3 separate regions of the Mus musculus genome follow, and all the other regions are linked to region 2. Evidence: chromatin contacts called from public promoter capture Hi-C data. All regions are on one chromosome and are shown on one strand. The core of a region is the stretch at or near the end of the contact, and the rest is flanking DNA. Distances in the headings are between cores, read along the strand shown. Region 1 holds the start of Otub1 (OTU domain, ubiquitin aldehyde binding 1). Region 2 holds the start of Cnih2 (cornichon family AMPA receptor auxiliary protein 2). Region 3 holds the start of Mark2 (MAP/microtubule affinity regulating kinase 2).

Evidence for each region. Promoter capture Hi-C pulls out the DNA fragments that hold promoters and counts their contacts.
Region 1: a contact with region 2 is called in a promoter capture Hi-C map of liver, with 3 times the contacts expected there.
Region 3: a promoter capture Hi-C map of pre-B cells shows a contact between it and region 2, with 2.4 times the contacts expected there. A contact is called at or near these places in 2 of 39 promoter capture datasets (liver and pre-B cells).

Annotation. Positions count from the first base shown.
Region 1 is chr19:7,203,623-7,207,585 of GRCm38.p6, forward strand. It overlaps Otub1 (OTU domain, ubiquitin aldehyde binding 1), which reads right to left and starts at 2,662. Exons shown (of 7, transcript NM_134150.2): 1 at 2,580-2,662; 2 at 768-829; 3 at 436-534. The coding sequence starts at 2,637.
Region 2 is chr19:5,097,164-5,100,904 of GRCm38.p6, forward strand. It overlaps Cnih2 (cornichon family AMPA receptor auxiliary protein 2), which reads right to left and starts at 1,358. Exons shown (of 6, transcript NM_009920.4): 1 at 1,020-1,358. The coding sequence starts at 1,100. Rab1b (RAB1B, member RAS oncogene family) reads right to left here. Exons shown (of 6, transcript NM_029576.3): 5 at 3,504-3,635; 6 at 2,044-3,409. The coding sequence ends at 3,215.
Region 3 is chr19:7,339,618-7,343,598 of GRCm38.p6, forward strand. Mark2 (MAP/microtubule affinity regulating kinase 2) reads right to left here and starts at 2,243. Exons shown (of 18, transcript NM_007928.3): 1 at 1,551-2,243. The coding sequence starts at 1,604.

The sequences.
Region 1 (3,963 bases), core at 1,412-3,911, 2.1 Mb after region 2:
AGAAGAAGCCTGTTCTCCGCAAAGATCAAAGTAGACAGACTACAGGACAGGTCTCTGTGACCAATCTACCCATCCCAACACCAGCAAGTTTGGCCCCTGGCAGGCTACTGAGTTGTCAGTGCCCGCCCAGCCTGCACCTGGTCCCACCTGAGCATCACCTACCTCAACCTTACAGCCACCCTACAGGCAGATGCTTTCACTGTCCCTATTTTACAGATGAGGACACCCAGGGCTCAGAGACACTGAAGGACCTGTCAAGAAGACAGCTGCTGAGTGGTAATCTGATATGAATGAGGTCTCAGTCCAGAGGCCACACTTCAAGAACTAGCAATAGGAGGTGTGTCCCCGCCCAACACCCGACCCTCTCAGACATTAGGCCTGACAAGAAGCAGGGCTGAAACAGGCTCCCTCCTGCCCCTCTGGCCAGGATCCCACCTTGATCTTCTGTTGGTAGATGTTGTCATCCTCAGCATACTCCTTGTACAGGACTGAGAGTTCCAGCCGCTCTGACACCAGAGGATTCTGCACAGCAATCTGCAGGGAGGCAGGAGACTGAGGAAGCCACGCCTAACACCTACAAACGGGGTGGTGGCCATCCAGCAGCACAGCAACCCCACAAAAGCATAGAGTGCCTAAAGTAGACTCAGAGACTTGAGAGACTCGAGAGGGGAGGGCTTCAAAACAGACACTAGGTCTCAGGCCCTGACTATGCATCCCCACCACAAAGCCCTCAGCTACTCCCTCCCCAACTTTCTTCGGCACCTCACCTCTTGCTGAATTCGGTCCTGCTGAGCCATAATGGCTTCATCATAGGCCAAACAGTTAACACCTAGAAAAAGGAGAAAAAAGAAGTGCCAACCAAGGGTTCCTATGGGGTCTGGCTATCTCTATGGCAGGCAGCTTTGGCAGAACAGGTCTGGAATCTGGAACCCTATGCCTTACACCCCACTGTGTATTCTTAGCAAAGTTCTTCCTTCTTTGAGTTCTCATTTCCTCATCTTTTGGAGAAAGTAGCTAAGTGTGGTGTCATTTGGGAGGCTGAGGCAGGAAGACCACAAGTCTATATAGCTAATCTCTAAAAAAATAAAAGTAAACAAGGGAGCAATTACAGACCAGAGCAGGATTAAGAAGCCTAGGAGTTAGAGATCAGCTCTGGAAATATAGCAAGCCTTTATCTTGGAAGAAAAAAAAAATAGGGCTGGGCTTGAGACCCAGTGGTAAAGATATATTTGTCCTGCAGGTGTGAAGCCCTAGCAACCTCAAGAAATAAGTAAATATAAATATAAATAAATAAGTAAAATGACAAGTAAAGATCACCCCCAAAGCTCTCTTGCAGCCCCGATATTCCTTCCTCCCTGCCTTCTAAAAGCACTGTGTAGCATCTAGGGAATGCTCTGGGGAAGGGAGCTCTGGGAGAAAGCAGGATGAAGGGGTGGAGCCCTAGGAAGAATGAGTGCATCCTGTAAGCATGCACTTTACTGAGACACGCCCTTTGTCCTTCTGTGGTCCCCTGTATTGTTCATTTTCCAAATTAAAAAACAAAAAACAAAAACCAGAGGTAACTCCATCTTGTCCAAGGTCAAGTCCACATTTGTAAAATTCCAGTCTGAGCTCTTGGACATGTCACTTGCCAAAGTCCTCTCCCCTCACCTCTAGAATGGATTAATGCCATCACCTTGCTCCCATCATCAAAATATGCTGGGATCCTGCCAGCAGCAACTACTACCTAAGCACTCTCTAGAGTCATCCACGGATTCGGGACGTTCGTTCTGAGGACTCTAAGCAGCTATTGTAGGAGTTTCTAGTCTTGGATCCTTCTTAGATGTGATGGAGAACAATTTCTTTCTGCGTATCTGGGTTTCCTAGTCCTCAACCTCTAGAATATAGTGTGGAGTTAGAGTAGGGTGTGCGAGTATGACTGGCTTTTTAAAGCCAATCCTTTGGGGCCTGGTTATCCTAGGTTCTCAGCTGAGCTTCCCACCATGTCCTACAACAGGACTGTCCCTCCCACTCAACAGACTTACTCAACCCCTAGAGCTCAAGTTCTCGGGAGACAGGGAGAAGGTGTGACTGGTTTCTGTCTTTTTTTAAAGACCAAGAATCTAGGAAAACAATGCCTGGATCCGCTCAAAGGTGCTGTAAGGCCAGCACAAGCTCTAAGGCAAAGAGCCGCCAATGGCATCCCGAACGGCCCAGCAGGGACTTCGTCCTTGGAAGCCCGGCGTTCCTCAACGCCTTTCAGCAGCTCGGCCCCGGCCTAGGCCTCGGCTTGACTGCTAGGTCTCCGGCGGGCTGACTGTGGGAGCCGGCCGAGGCCACGGGACCGGCGGAGGCGGGGCGGCCCAGGCCCCGCCCCAGGCGTGCGCGAGAGGCCGAGCCCCGGCCCCGGCCGCCCCGCCCGGCCGGGGGTCGCCGCGGCCCTGCTTCCATTGTGAGGGGGAGGGGAGGAGACGCGGGGAAGGGCTCGGTCGCACGCTGCGCCTACTCCCCAGGGCCCTGACTCCCCGAGTTCCTCGGGAACGGCGGGCCGTGGATTGCCCCCGCTAGCCCGGGAAGGACATCCTTCCCTCCGTTCGTACCTTCGGAGTCGCTACCCAGTGGCTCCTGCTTCTGCTGCTGAGGTTCCTCCGCCGCCATCTTTAAACAGCGCCGCACTGGCGATCGCTTCCGGGTTATTAATTGCCCTCCTCCCGGAAGGGAGCCCCTCCTTGTGGCCCCTCCTTCGCAACGCCCCTAGCAACAGGCTCCCTTTGGCAGTCGTCAGGGCCTGGGCTGCTCCTGCTGCCCTGGAGAGCTTGGGGGGACGCCACGCGCGCTTCCACATTCCACTTTCCCAAAGGTCCTGCGGGGCTAAGGACCTCCTCGAGTCATTTCTGTTTTCTGTATACTGAAGTTTGAAACGCAGGTTGTGTAACTAAGATAAGGAACAAGATGGAATTAAAGTCACTAGAAGGTTAATCCCAGCTGCGCGTACTTTCAAGGTACAGGACGGTAGCTGCAGTGCGGAGCGCAGAGCCACCTCGAGACAGGAAGTGGTGACAACCTCCTGACGCCCTTCGGAGCCTTCGCGGCCTCTCGCCTCTCACCACTGAGCCTGTTCTCTAAAGCTGTAAAGACCTGTTTCCAGCACGGGGAGCATCTTCCCTTGATACCAAAACCAAAACCCTCGACCTAACTTTAGGCTATATGTCCTCGTATTTGAGAAAGCAGAGCCACTTAAAAGCAAGAATTTGAGTCCATAATCCGAACATGTGAAAGGTGGAGAAAGAATGGAGGATCCGGCGTTCAAGGTAATCGTGGAGTTTCAGGCAAGGCTTGGCTACAAGAGACCCTGTCTCAAACAGACCAGACCAAACCAAACAAAACCTGAGCCAAAAAGTGGCCATCTTTGCTAATTTTTGCCGAAGCTACCCATTTTCTTTGAGTTATGTCTCCATTCTGAGAAATGGACATTCCCATTTGCAGGCCCTGTGTACCCTGAAAAGCAAACACCAGAGCGTTTGCAGGAAAAGGCATTTACTTCTTGGTAGCCTGGCTATAGCCATCACTGAGCCACACAGATTCCTTTTACCCTCCAGAATATCAGTTCTCTGTCCTTACTAGTCCCAACTCCAGCTCCTGTATGGTCGGTCTACCAGTCCAGGTAACTGGAGGCCAGGGTGGAAAGCACTCTTAAAGATTTAGAAAAATCAGGCCGGGCTGTGGTGACCCATGTCTTTAATCCCAGCACTTGGGAGGCAGAGGCAGGAGGATTTCTGAGTTCGAGGCCAGCCTGGTCTACAGAGTGAGCTCCAGGACAGCCAGGGCTACACAGAGAAACCCTGTCTTGAAAAACCAAAAAAATTTTAGAAAAATCAAGTACAGACTAGGCATGGTAATTCCAGCACTAGGGAGGCATGTGGATCTCTGAGTAGAGGTCAGCCTGGTCTACACAGTGAGTTTCAGACTCACAGACTACATAGA
Region 2 (3,741 bases), core at 108-2,607:
GCTTTCTGGGAGGCAGCAAGTCCCAGAAAGACACAAGAAATGGAGAGCAAGAAAGGTAAAGCAAGAGGGGACGGAGGCACGCTGGATGCAGTCAGATAAGAGAACACTTAAAAGAGGATTAGACCAGGAGATGTGCATGCTAGTAGCTACAACAGAGAGACAGGCCTGTATGGGACCCGTTTGAGTGCATTGGAGGAGGGGCAGCTGGAAGGAGCCGGCAGAGACCTCAACAGTAAGCCAGAGGCTCACAGTTCTAGAGAGGAGAAAGAACCAGGTAGAGGAGGCCCTTGGGAAAGCCCAGGAGAGAACTAGGTACAAGAACCCTCTCCAATGGGAAACCATTTGAGATGAGACAAGAGACATTCTGAAGAGTGAGGTGTGAGGCTAGGCCAGGGTGAGGGCAGACCAGGAGTGAGGGACATGAAAGACAAAAGGCACGTATGTGAAGGAATCAGAAGGAAGCTGGAGAGTCAGAGTGAGACCAGGTGGGAGCTAGGTTTCTTGAGCTGCTTCGAACCTATCCCACTTGGGTCAGAGGGGTCCAGGAGGGGACAGGGTTAATGGGTTCTAAGATATGCGGGTCTTGTAAACAGATGCAGTTGCCATAGCAACCATCTCCATCATTCTGGTTGGAAAAACCCACAAAGGAGAGGGGTTCAGCGGGGGGGCTGGGGGGGCACACAGACAAACTGCCCGATGGACAGACGGGGGTGGATGGATGAGAATATAGAAGGATCAAGAATTCCGCCCCTGCCCAATGACTGGATGAAGCAAGGAGAGGGTCAGGACCTACTGACATACCCACAGACAGGCGGGGGCGGTGAAGGAAGGGGGGGGCTGCCCCGGGGGAAGGAAGCCAACGACAAGGGGGTGTTGGGGGGTGCGAACAGAAACCATGGGGGCTAGTGGAAAAGACCTTTCAAGTTTCCCCGGAGCACTGATACCATCAGCCCCAGCCCCCTCCTGCTCCATAAGCCCACTTGCCCCCCACCCCGCCCCCAGTCCAAGCCCAGTCTTACGTGCCAGATGACAAAGAAGATGAGGGAGGCGCACAGCACCAGGGTGAGCATGTAGCAGAATGCTGCGAAGGTGAACGCCATGGCCCCCGCGCCGGGCGGTGGCCCGGGGGGCGCCAGCGCGGGGTCTGGGCGCAAGGGGACGCCCCCCGGCCCACACTTAGGGCCGGACGGGCATGGCCCACCGGACTCTAGGGACACGGACAGCGCGTCCGGGACCAGGGCCACGAGGCCGTGGGGGACGCGGGGCGCGGGCCGTGGGGCTCGGGGGGCGCGTCCGCTGCCGGCTGCCCGGGCCCCGATCGCTCATCCTGCGATCCCTCGCCCGCGGCTCCCTCGCTCTCCAGCCCGCGAAGCCGGCGGGGCGGAGCCGGGGGCGGGGCCGCCGTGCAGCGGCCTCGGGCGGGGCTGAGACTCAGAGCGCCCCTCCGCCAGCCTCATCAGCCCAGCACAGCCACTCACCCCAATGAGCCCAGTGTTTGTGCACCTCCAGAACATGCAGACCTGGAAGCCCGTTCCTGGTACAACTTTCGGACAACTAAGCCCACTATAGCCACATTCTGTACTCCCGTCTCCACAGAGTGCTGGCTCAGGGGGATACAACTGAGGTCCTAATGTAAAGCAGCGCTTGTCAAAGCTCAGGATAGCTGGCATCTGGCTTCAAGCCACAAGAGGGGACTAAAGTCGGGGACTGGAGGAGGGGAAGACTAAATGCAGGGGGACCAACGCCTGCTCCTTGCTTCTAACTTCATGCCTTGAACGCCTGTCCCAGTGGATGTTGGTGGCTCACCTGACGGCCTCCTGCCAGCCTCCCTCTGACAGATTCATGCTGGGCCCTTGGGGACATCCCATAGCCGCACAGCAGGCTTTCCCAGCCCCAGTATGTGGGTCAAGGGCTTTTACCAGCAAGCTTAAGATACAGTCCAAGCCAGGACCCCCCATGCATCACACCAAACTCTGGACTCCAGTTCCACCCAGCAACTCAAAGCTGACTCTGACCATAGACCACACTCAGTCACCACCGCTTCCTTGCAAAAACCCTTGGCTTATCCAAGGGCCAGTGGAAATTTATTTTTTCATCCTTTTCCATCTTCCCCCAAGTGGCTTTTCCTTGCAAGATGCCTGATGTGACATCAGAGGGGAACCTGGGAGAAGAGGCTCCCTCCCAGAGGGGCAGCCCAGGGACTTAAATACACACTGGAGGGGGAGGACAGGTTGTAGGGTGAGACTGGCAAGAGACAGCACAAAGGACATGGCTTCTTAGGTAAAGACCAAAGGTTTTCTACAGGAAGCTGTGCCAGAGGGTGGGGGCCAGGATTCTGAGTTGGGAGGGGGAAGAGCCCCACAACCCCAAGCTGCACCCACATTCCCCAGAGAAGCAGGTCTGGCCCTGTCAGGCTCTGAGGAATGGAGGAAGAACAAGCCAGATGTGCTGCCTCGGAAAAGGGAGGTGGTGCTGGCAGAGTGAGGGTTAAGGCTGGTGCCCGGCCTTTGGCAAGGTGGGCCTTCCGCCTCCGCTTTCCTCAGGGACAAAGGGGCTCGGTGGGCAGGCAGCACATGGGCCTGGCTCAGGCAGGGCAGGGGGAGGCAGGAGCAGGCTCCCTCCCGGCTTGAGACACAGGCCCCGCAGCCATCCGCCCACCTACCCTAGATGTGCTCAAGACCTAACCGCAGCTGGACGGCTCAAGCTGTGTGGGAGCGATGGAGTGAGGCAGAGATGAGGAAAAGGTGGCTATGGGGCTCTCGCAGCCCTGGCACCTGTCCTGAGGTCCGATGCAGGACCCTGGATCTGAGGCCCTGGATCCCCTGGCTACTGCCTGCACCCAGGGGCAGCAGAGGCAGGGAGGCCCTTGCTATTGGGAAGAAAGGAAAGAGAAACCCAGTGCAGCATACATGGGGGTGAGTGACAGACAGCGGAGCCCTCATTCCAAAGAAAGGTGCGTGGTGGGCATCTTTTCAAGGTACCCAGAGGCAGCAGCGGAGCTGTCCCTGTGACCACCCCAGCCACAGGCTCTGCATGTCCTCCACGGGGGCCCTGACAGGACTGGGACTCAGAGCAGAAGGCAGATGGGCCAGAGGAAGATGGGGAGCCCAGGACACCCCAAAGCTACAGACTCAAATGCCCTAGGAGAGGGAGGCACTTCCTGCCCGCTCCAGGGGCATCATCTGGACAAGGTGCCCTCCCCCAAGTGCCCCTCCTAGCAGCAGCCACCGCTAGCAGGCTTCACAGGGGTGCTGTCGATCTTCAGGTTGGGCCGTTCACCCCCAGACGCTGCTCCTGGCCCCATCCGCTTTTTGATCTCTGCAGCCATTGTCATGAATGCCTGCTCAACATTGGTGGCATTCTTGGCACTTGTCTCGAGGAAGGGGACACCCAGAGAGTCTGCAAATTCCTGCGAAGGGAAGAAGAGAGAGAGGGGAGCAGGGAGAGAAGGGGTGAAGGCATGTGGGCCCCAGACCCCTGACAGCCAGGGCAGGCCTGCTCACCTTGGCCGTGGTGTTGTCCACGACCTTCTTGGTGGTGAGGTCACTCTTGTTGCCTACCAGGAGTTTATTGACATTCTCACTGGCGTAGCGATCTATCTCCTGCAGCCACTGTTTCACGTTGGCGTAGGACTCCTAGGCACAGTGTCCAAAGTTACTGCACACCCACACCCAGGTCAACCCAGGTCTAGAGAACAGGACTCCTTTGAAAGGCAGGCCCCGAGCACGGGGATTCTGACAA
Region 3 (3,981 bases), core at 993-3,492, 2.2 Mb after region 2:
CAGCATCGCGAGCCTACCTGGCTACAGAGAAAACAGGGAACAGGAGGGAAACACCAGGGTGTGCTGAGTAAAGCCTGCTCCTTTCCAACGAGTTTGTGTTTAGTAAAATTCACCCAGAAACATGTGACAGGCAAGGGACTGTCCAAAAGGCAGGCAGAGAGGGACACTAGAGACAGTGAAACAAAGGAGAGAAGTGTGAAGTGGAAGCAATGGCTCATAGGTGAGAGGACGACACAGAAAAGGCAAAAGCTTGGGTGACAAAAAGCAGTGATTGCCAGGATGAGAAAGGGAGAGCATAGGCCAGCCCAGGAGCTGGTGCGCAGCATAAGCAGTTAGCATACACCCTGGGACCCGCAAAGGCTAGCTAAGAGAAAGGGAATGGACAGAGCATACAAGCTGTAAACAGACTGGGAGGGGAGGAGGAGACCCATTAGGACAGGAAAGGCAGCACTGATTAAGGAGGTATTGTAAGAGAGATGGGGGAAGGTTGAGCAATAGGAAGTAGCAAACAAGAAAGATACTATGATACTATGAGAAGTGACAGCCACCAGTTTGGAAAGACAGTATCGGAATTTGTGTTGCAGTGTAAGTAGGCAGTAAAGTAGGGACTGATGCAGCTGATGCAGCCCGCAAAAGAGTGAGCAACAGGTTATGTTAATACAGCCAGACTAAAACACTGACTTTCCCACGGTAGAGGAGAGCCCAGGGATAATCTGGAAGAGCATTCAGACAGGAGGCCCAAGGACTTAAATGCCAAACCCCAGGGGGAAGAGAACAGGAGTGATCCAAAGACTCTGAAGGGAGCGGTGACTGGAACCCCAAAGGCAACCTGTGGGAAAACTATGCGCATGACAGCTGTATGGGAAACACGGAAGCGACACATGCCAGTGCCAGGAGCCTGGGAGCTCCTGCCGAAAAGAAGGGAAAGTGATGAGCAAGGAGTAGGCGAACGATTTGGAAAGGTGACGAGGGTGGAGCTGGTGGGTTGCAAGCAACAGGGAGAGCCCAATTTGGAACGGGAAAGGAGGATAGAAAAAGCTGGGGAAGTGAAAGGGGAAAGGGACCGAGAACACACTCCCGAGACACGGACTCTTGAGGGAGAAAACCGAGGATTGTGAGAGCCGGTGCGGGTAGAGAGGGTACAAAGCTAGAGAGATGCAGAAAGAGGTGGGCAACAATCCGCGGCAAATCGCGGGGTATTATTCGAGGAGCAGGAAGGTGGCTGCTTTAAGCGTGGGTGGAGGAAGACCAGAAAGGCCCCTGAGAGAAAAGGGAAGAGAGGGGGAAGCTGGGGAGATAGCACGGAAGAGCGCAGGAGGGCGGTGAGAGGCGAGGGGCGTTTGGCAGAAATACAAGTGTGCAGTTCAGTCAGGACGACGTGGGTCCCAGGTCAGGATTCGGAAGAGGGATGTGAAGGGCTGGAACCCAGGGCCAGATGACAGCCTAGGCTTGTAGAAGAAAGCAGGAGCACGAGGAGAACTGAGGGAGGGAGCCTCCGTAAGGTGCAGGGGCCCAGTCACAGAATTAGGGGAGCCCTGAGGGCTCCTTACCTGCTCCGTGTCCCTTTCGTTCAGCGTGGGTAGGGGGGTCCGAGCGCTGGACATGGCGCCGGTATCTCAGGGGAGGGAATGGAGAAGCTTGGAGGAAGATAGGGAAGGGAAGGCTAGGAGCCCGGCCGGGCGGGGCTTCTCACAGCAGGAGCACCCGCTGCATGGGCCCCGGCCGGGGGTGCGGGGAGGCCGGGCGATGGCTCACGCCAGCCCGGTGATGCACCGCTCGGGCTAGGCCTCGCCGGCTCCGAGCGGCTCCGGACCGCACCCCCCCCCCCGACCCCCGGCTGGGTTGTGCCGCCTTTCGGCCCGGCCGCGCCGCTCCGCCTACTCTCAACCGCCGCAGCCGGCCGCCTGCCTCGCTCCTCCCCTGCCCTCAGCCGCACTGCTCCGCGCCCGACACACAGGCAGCCGCCGCCGGACCTGCTGCTCCCAACATGGCCGCCACCACCGCCAGCCCTCGGCTCTTTCCGCCGGCAAGAGCCGGAAACATCCGAAACAACTAGGAACGGGAGGGGGAAGAGCCTTTTCCTCTCGGCCCAGACGATGGGTGAATTCCGGAAACTACCGAAGAAGGTAATCCCCGGGGACGCGCGCACCTCCTAGATTCCGAAGACCGAGGTTCGGCTCTGTTTACGGAAATCCACGAAGAGACTCCCCGCACCTCCAGAGCCAACCAGCAGCCACGCCTACCGGCCTTTCTCCGCCCACTTGGAGCAAGCTTTCGGCAGTTTCCGGAAACAGCCGAAGAGGCTCCGCGTGTGCTAAACCGGCCACGCCCCCGTTCCGTCGCTCGGCCGAGAGCGGTAGTCAGCCATTTCCGGCAACACCCGAGAGCTGCCGAGGCTAAGAATCTATCTCTTCGTTTCTTTCCGTCAGTTTTCGGTTATTTTCAAACCTTGAACAGGCGTGGGTCACCTGTACCTGTTGTTTGACTTAGAAAATACCGCTATTAGCTGTTCCTACAACTGATGTCCTTTGAGCCTAACGCCAACTTCCCATCCGCATGTTTAGCTCATAAAACCCACTTTATCGCTCAACCTTGCTATCAACGTGTGAGTCAACTGCCAAGTGTAGTGTCATCCTATTGCCTGTCTCCTGCTTTGCACACCCGCCCATCTTGCGACTATCTTGGCTTCTAGAAGTCTATGTCAGCCTTATATTGAGTCAGTCCCCTCATTCCTCTGTAAAGCCTGGGACAGACACCAGGTCGGACAGGCACTGGGTCAGCGTCCTTGAAACTTAACACACCTTTAAGGTACAGTATTTTTTTCAGTATTGAGAAAAATGCTTGCGTGATCTTGGCATGGAATCACATAACAAAGGCCAGCAAAATAACTCAGTTTGATCCATGGGGATCCACATAGTGAAAGGGGAGAACCAAGTCTAAAACATTGTTCCATGAGCATGCTACCCTATACACTAAATAAAAATGTAATTATATATGTATATATGTGTGTGTGTATAATATATATACATATGTATGTATATGTATATATATAAAATGAGTTGGAGAGATGGTTCAGAAGTCAAGAGGAAGGACTGGTTGCTCTCCCAGAGGACTGAGGTTTAGTACCCAGCACCCATATGGTGGTTAACAACTGTCTAACTAGTTCTAGGTGGTTTGACACCTTCTGGCTTCCACTAGGTTGCACAGACGTACATACAGGCTAAACACTCATATACACAAAAGTTAAATAGATAAATACTACAACATAGGTCAGAATGCTGGCTCATTCAGAGCCTGTACTATTTTCCAGAGAATCTGGTCAGGTCCCAGCATCCACATCAGATGGCTCCCTACCCCTTGTAACTTCAATTCCAGGGGAAATGATGCCCTCTGGCCTCTACCAGCACCCGCATGCCAGTGATACACATAAACCCATAAAAGCACAAACATAGGCACATACAAATAAATATTTCTTTAAATTACACATAACATTTCCTTTCTGCTGTTAGTTTCGATTCTATGACACAGTTTCCCACTGTAGACCAGACTGACCAAGAACTCCTGGAGCTGCCTCTGCTTCCCAAGGGCTGGGATTAAAGGTGTGCACCAACCACCCTGTCCATCCAAGTTTTTGTTGTTCTTTTGTTTTTGCTTTTTTTGGAAACAGGGTATTAAGTAGCCCAGGCTGGCCATGATATGTAACCAAGGATGGTTGAACTACTGATCCCCGGCCTTCATTTCCTCACCACTTTGATTGCAAGTGTGCACTGCCATGCCCAGCCCTAAATGACTTTTAAAATATTCTACAATGTTTAAGTCTGGAGAGACCATCTCTTTTTTTTTTTTTTGGTTTTTTGAAACAGGGTTTCTCTGTGTAGCCCTGGCTGTCCTAGAGCTCACTTTGTAGACCAGGCTGGCCTTGAACTCAGAAATCCGCCTGCCTCTGCCCCCCAAGTGCTGGGATTAAAGGCGTGCGCCACT